2 separate regions of the Gossypium hirsutum genome follow, and region 2 is linked to region 1. Evidence: chromatin contacts called from public Hi-C data. All regions are on one chromosome and are shown on one strand. Each heading gives the region's core, a stretch centred on a gene start, on an enhancer-like site or on the middle of the called end of the contact. The rest is flanking DNA. Distances are from core to core; before and after follow the strand shown.

Region 1 (3,481 bases), core at 736-3,235:
GGTTTTAATATGTGCTAAAGGCACCTTTTGAACATTTTTCAAGTTAAGCATGAAATGGGCACCAAAATGATTTTTTTTTTTACATTTTCGAACTAAGGTATCAATACTATTATAAAGGTATCGATACTTAGCTTTTTTTCATTTAGTTTTTGAAACAAACAAAATGCCAAAACAATATCGATAGTGGACTAAAGTATTGATACTCCACATCTAGGTATCGATGAATTTTTCACTCTAATTATTTTTTCAAAAGAAACAGAATCGTAAAATAGTATCAATACTAGAACATGACATCGATACTTGTAAGTGAGTATTGGTACCATAAGTTAATTATTGATACTTGTTTTAAGGATGAGTGTTTCAAACATCAAAGTTAAATTTGGTATCAGTACTTTTTAGGGGTATCGATACCTATTCAAGAATTTTGTAATTTTGCAATTTTACCCTATTTCATGTTCAATTTAACAATCAAGTTTTTGTACATTAGATTGAGTCTTAGGAAAGTTTATTTATCATACAATGATTTATTTTAATGTTTTTGTCAGTAGTTGCTCCGGCAACGGATATGACATCTCAAAGCTTAGACCCGGAGATCGGGTCGAGTGAGGTGCATTACATCTTCATTTGATTTTGATCGTTCATTGTTGGAATACACCTTAAGAGACCAAAAAATAAAAGTTAAATGAAGATTTGCTTTTTTGAAAATAATACTTCAAAAATTTCCCCTTAAAAATAAAGAAAGATGAAGGGACGAGGGATGAGAAAGATGAGGGGATGAAGGTAAGAAATTGGGAAAGGAAAATTTTCTTTCTTAGTTAAAGATATATGCTTTGAGAAGGGTTAAACTGCAAAAAAGTGTTTTGCACTTTGAAAGAGAATAAATTAGTGGGAGAACTTGCTTCGTTTTCACGTAAAAACATGACCAATGATTACCTATCTTGATGAGAGATGTATTTTATTAATTTAAATTTAAATCCTAATTAAGCGTATTCTAATCATAATAATACTCGAAATGCAAGTTCTATATATTTTGTACAATATTTTTCTATACAAAAATATTTTTCTATACAAAAATCATTTCCCTTTTATCAATTTAAAGTTTAAATTCTAATCAAGGATATTTTGGTCACAATAATACCCAAAAATTGGGTTTTGTAGTTCTATCCAATATATTTTTTTTGTACAAAAATCATTTCCCTTAAATTTTAGATTCAATCTTAAAAACTTCCTCTCGTATAAGAAAATCTGATTCTATGTTAGTCTTTTCCTTCTTTGAAAGAATCCCAATGCTATAGTTTTATATTGGGTTAAATTACTATTTGGGGCTTAAAGTTAGTAATTCTTTTCACATTGTGGTTTGAACTTTTTTTTGGCCAAGTTAAGTCTTGAACTTAGTAATTATTCTCACATTGGAGCTTAAACTTTTTTTTGGTCTAAATTAAACCCTGAGTTTAGTAATTATTCTCACATTAAGACCTAAACTTAGTAATTATTCTTATATTGGGACTTGAATTTTAGGGTTTTCAAGGACTACATAGTTAAAAAGAAGTTCAAGTCCCAATTTGAGAACATTTGCCAAAGTTTAAGGCTTAACTTGAAAAAAAAAATTTAAGCCTTAATGGAGGAATAATTACAAAATTCAAAGCCTAACTTAGAAAAAAAAATCAAATCCTAATATAGGAAAAGTTGTGAAGTTCCAGCCCTAAAATATGATTTAACTCTTTTATATTTTGATTTTATTTTTCAATTGAATTTTTAAATAAAAGCATAGCAAGGAGGAGGATTCTTTGTGCTAAAAATGTCATACCTAATCTAACCGATCCTAATTCAATTCAAGCACGTAACCACACTATCACACGTGTCATCAACTCCCCACCGTCTAAATCAATTTTGTTTTTGTTTTTTTTCTTAAAGCCACACTTTGTAAAAAAACATTTGTTATAAGTGTAATTAATCACTAAAAATTAATTAAATTCCAGGCCCTCCCTTCCACCTCGGATTGATTAATGTCTGCCCTTCCGTTTACTTACAAGTCCTCAAAATGCTACTGCGCTCTCTTTACCTGTGCCTATTTTTTTTCTTTTCTTTATTATTCCCGTAAATTAGTTTCTGCTTAATGAATCAATAACTATAAACAAAGATAATCATAGTAGGGATATATTCTTGTTCAATTTCATTCTTTTTTGTTTCCTTTTCTCTTTTTTTCTTCCAAATGAATATCAGATCTCTTGGGTTTTGCTGTTCTTACACTCTCTAAAGCTCCCGCCCCCTTCTTTTCTTTTCTCTTTTTTTTTTCTTTCTGTTATACTTCTTTAAACTCTTTCCTCTATGGCAATCAGAGGTGTCGATTTCAAGTGGTTTGTTTTTCATCTCTTTAATTTTTCTTATTTATGCAGATAAAAATTGGGATTTTATTATTTGCTTTTTGTTTTTTGGTTTTTGCAGGTATGATGGGTTCTTCTTGTCTATGCTGGCTACAAGTGTGTATCCTTTTTCTCTTTTGATTTTTCATTATTTTTAATTTGGGTTTAGGATTTTCTTGCTAGTTCTGTACATCTATGGATTTCTTTTTTTAAAGTTATTTTTGTTTTGGTAAAGTTTGATTGTTGGGAAAATTGGAGTAAAGGGGATGGGAAATGAATCTTTTGTTATCTTCTTTTGTGTTTGTTTGAGAAGTACTTGTTTGTTCTTTTAACAATTCTTTTCCTTTAGAATCATTGTTGCTATCAATTGGAAGCGTTATCATCATTGTGCATACCCGTTGCATATATGGATCGTGGTGAGTGTTCTTTTATTCGTTTTGGTTTTGGGAATTTTGTATGAATTGAAAAGTTGGTTCCTTCAGAATTTTTCTGATGCAGGAAAAGTTTCTTATGAATTCGAAACTTAATGTTTCAGGTTGACTACACTACTGTCTTCATTTTTCGTCTTTTGATGTTTGTAGATAATGGACTTGCCGCTGGAATGGGTTTGTAAGTACTTGTCTTTTACTTGTAGCTATTAAGTAGTTTAAGCAACGGAGTTTGAACATGGGCTTAAGAGTTTTTCATCATGAAGTCTGAACCGTTGCTTTTCAATTTCATGCTCGTGCTGTCGTGCTGCTCAACTTAGATACTAGAATGCCAATTAGCCATTACAGTTAAAAAATCTATTTCTACCTTTGTCCTGTTTGATTCTTAGTTGTATTTACCTGCAACTCTTTCTTCTGTAAAAGGTAGTATTCTGTTAGTAGCTAACATTTTACTTTACAGGTACTTATCTTATGCTTGACTTGATTTACTTCTAGGGATTTTGGGTGGCAGCAGAGGTATGCTCGATTTTGTGGAAGAATAGTGGTCCTTTCAATTCTGTCTATGCTACTTTATCCGTTTCTTTGGGCCTGGACTGTAATTGGCACTCTATGGTTCACTAGTGCTAGGAACTGTGTAAGTGTTTAATGCTTTCACAGTAGTCAGGATCATTCTCTTGTAAATGCTATCTT
Region 2 (3,481 bases), core at 644-3,143, 410 kb after region 1:
AAACTAGGTAAAAAAACCTCTCTAAACCCACTCAAATATGAAATCGAATAAATTAGTCCCACTAAAAAAATTAAAGTAATTTAATCCTTATTAATTTTGAAAGTAAGTAGTTAAGGACAATTAACCACAACGTTAGTATCTTTCGTCAATTATACATAATTTTGATTGGTATAATAACAAATTTAACTCTTGATGTTTACATATTTTGTTAAGTTGGCTTTCATTCTAAAAAAAATTTAACAAATTTAGCCTTAGTATTTACACATTTATAAAAATATTGTGAGCTAAATTTGTTAAATCATGACTAAATTGATAGAATGTATAAATTATGAGAACTAAATTTATTATTATGCCGACAAAATTTATATAAAATTGATGACAAACATTAATACTGTAATTAATTATCCTCAATTACTCATTTTTAAAATTGAAAGAAATTAAATTGTTCTAATATTTTTTTAGAGAGGCCCATTTGCTGAATATTAAAATAGTACTATAAAGTTATGTTTACCTAAAACTATTACTCGAGAGATTATCTAATTTTCAAAATGTTAGTGCTATGAAGTTCGCATTCACAGTTTATGAGATAATATTAAACTCAGAATCAACTAAAAACAAATGGAGATAGAAAATCCGAGGGTTGAAAAAACGATGTAACAACAAAAACGAAATAGAATAGTTACCAAAGAAAGAGCGGCGAAAGCGCGAGGGTCAGTTAAAAGGATTGAGGTAGTCAAACGGTCAAATGGTCAGCTTCAGCTTAAAAACTTAAGAGCGAGGCCGCCTATTACGATAGAAATAGACTTGTTTATTTCACGTAACTGCTGATTAAGAGTATATTTGCGTAGTGGGTCCTCACTAGATTTATCCGGTCACCCGACTTAATTAGAAGGTTCATCCGAAAAGTGAAAGAATTAAGATAAAAAAATAAGCTTCAAAAAATGGACTTGAACAAATAAATAAAACTCATTTTTTAAATAGACTGAGTATTTGGTAAGCTTTTTTGGTCTTAGCTCGACCCAAATTTACAAAAAAAATCTACTGCTGTATATTACTATTATTTTATTATTATTGTTTAGATATTGTATAACTCTTGTTTTATTATTAATTTTGCTACTATTTTAAAAGTATTTACTTATTCAGTTGCATTTATATTAATGTTATTTAAATTTATTTTTTTATTTTTTCAGAAGGTCTACGGTTCGAGTCCGTATAGCCCTATATTTTCGAATTTTCTATTTTATTAATTTTAAATATTCATTAAATTTATTAAATTAAGAAAAATGAAAATAATATTCTTAAAACTAAAGCAAACTAAAACAATAAAATAAAGAATATCCAAATACAACTAAAAATAAAAATATAGTTTTTTTCCTAATTATTGTATTCTTTGTTGATTGGAACTGGTCGCTTCCAGTTGCTTGGTTAAAATCCTTCCCAGAAGCTCACTCACAGGGAGATCACTCAGAGTATAACCCTGAAAACTAAAGCGCATTTCAACGGATCCAATCGCTCTTTTTTTTTCTTGGATAAGAATAAAATAAACAAAACCACATTTTCTTAATTAATCCTCGCGGGTAGATTGATTTTTGATTGATTCTATATAAATAGGTATAAAATAAAAAATTTCTATTTATTCTAAATCTATAATTTCGAATTTATATTTAGAATAAATAGAATGTTGAGAAATATTTATTTTAATATTTTGTGTATTTGATATATTATATTGTTTAAATTTATTTTTATATAAAAATTTTAATACGAGTAGGTCGGACAGAATTCAAATTTTTACATTTTTATCCAAATTAAATTCGAGTAAAATTTTAAACTCATTTTTTGAATCGGGTCAGAACTAAATTTTTTTAAGGTGGCGGGTCCAATGCACCTGACCTCGCTGCTTTCACAACATATATATACTCGTCTCCCGCCGTCCACAAAACAAAGCTCTCACCTGATCTTCTTCGGCGTTGTTTCCTTTCTCCTGTTCTTCTTGTGCATTAATACCCAAAGGTAGGTAGGTCATAGCTAATCACTATATATATATATATTAGCTCCGCGTTATGACCTCAAAGCCTTTATCCCCAAAATATGTTGTATCAGTGCTATAATTTTCTTTCTTTCTTTTCAGTCAGTCAATAATATCCAAGGGAATACTTGCTTTTGCTTCGAGCGGTAAGAGATGAAGAAGAACAGCTGTGGCGGTCAGTCGAATTCTAAACCTGATAGGAAAGCCATCGAGAAGAAGCGCAGAAATGACATGAAAAATTTGTGTTTTAAGCTTGCCTCTCTTATTCCTCACCACAACTTCAAACCCTCCAAGGTACTTTTTCTTTTATTTTACATGTTACTTTTTCATCAGTCATGTGTTGTGGTAATGGAAGAGCTTAGAGTCATTCGAAGGGCATATTTATGTATTGTTAATAAATAATTTATTGGCGAGTACATGGAGTTGATGTATTCTCTCACTAATGATTAAAGATCAACCTTTCTAATCATCAACTTAAAAGATTGTTGCATTTAGATTTTCATTTAAGTGTCGTATTGGAGGTGTCAAGCTTTGTTGAACCCTAACTAAGTACACCTTTTTTTATCTTTCATTCAGCATATAAATATATATATTTATATATGAAAATTGAAAATCCAATACGTACGACTTCTCAATCTTTTATGGGCTATTTTGTATATAAACTAAATGGAGGGATTATTTTCTTTGGACTTGTACTCATAATATTTCAGTAAGTATCCAATTTAATTCCCATCCTAAAATGTCAAATCAAAGGGCTTATCTTACCCTCACTTTTCTTTCCCTCTAAAACCATAGAGATTGTTACAGGTAAGTACAAGAATATGCAGTATTATCCTTATCAGGAATTGCTATTTATCAACAAATAATTTATGTCTTTTAATTCTATCCGTTGATTAGATTACGAGTGCATTTCTGTGGACAACCTTTAGTCTTCTAGATCCTCCAATGCAAAATTGTTGCTGGTAATATTGGTGATTCGAAATTTTCAGTAGGGACAAAGCAAAAGACAAATTATCCTTGTCACATGATAATATCTTTCTCCTGTGATCACTGAATCAACCAGGGTTTTAGACTGTTAATAATGAACAAATTATGGGGGTTTTGCAGGAAATTGCATCACAACAAGACCAGCTTGATCTTGCAGCTGCCTATATAAAACATTTGAGAGAAAGGATAGAGAAATTAAAGAGGTTGAAAGAAGAAGCAATGAGATCCACGGAAGCAAGCAGTAGCATGATGGAGAGGACAGCATCGGTTGGTTTAACTTCGCCTGTGCTTGAATTAAGAGATTTCGGGTCAAGCATTGAATTGGTTCTGATAACCGGATTGAATAAAAACTTCATGCTATATGAAGTTATTAGCATTTTTGAACAAGAAGGGGCTGAAGTTGTAAGTGCCAGCTTTTCCACTGTGGGTGGCAAGATTTTTCATACCCTTCATGCTCAGGTGAGGCGA

What was found. Hi-C and Micro-C count contacts between places; a contact is called where the count stands out from the background.
Region 2: a Hi-C map of leaf shows a contact between it and region 1, with 2.7 times the contacts expected there. The contact joins the promoter of LOC107887184 here to the promoter of LOC107887187 in region 1. A contact is called at or near these places in 6 of 34 Hi-C or Micro-C datasets (callus and leaf).

Annotation. Positions count from the first base shown.
Region 1 is chrA03:53,261,613-53,265,093 of Gossypium_hirsutum_v2.1, forward strand. LOC107887187 (E3 ubiquitin-protein ligase SIS3) reads left to right here and starts at 1,986. Exons shown (of 10, transcript XM_041093788.1): 1 at 1,986-2,357; 2 at 2,446-2,480; 3 at 2,713-2,779; 4 at 2,945-2,972; 5 at 3,287-3,425. The coding sequence starts at 2,448.
Region 2 is chrA03:53,673,616-53,677,096 of Gossypium_hirsutum_v2.1, forward strand. It overlaps LOC107887184 (transcription factor bHLH162), which reads left to right and starts at 1,894. Exons shown (of 4, transcript XM_016811349.2): 1 at 1,894-2,010; 2 at 2,129-2,320; 3 at 3,134-3,472. The coding sequence starts at 2,180.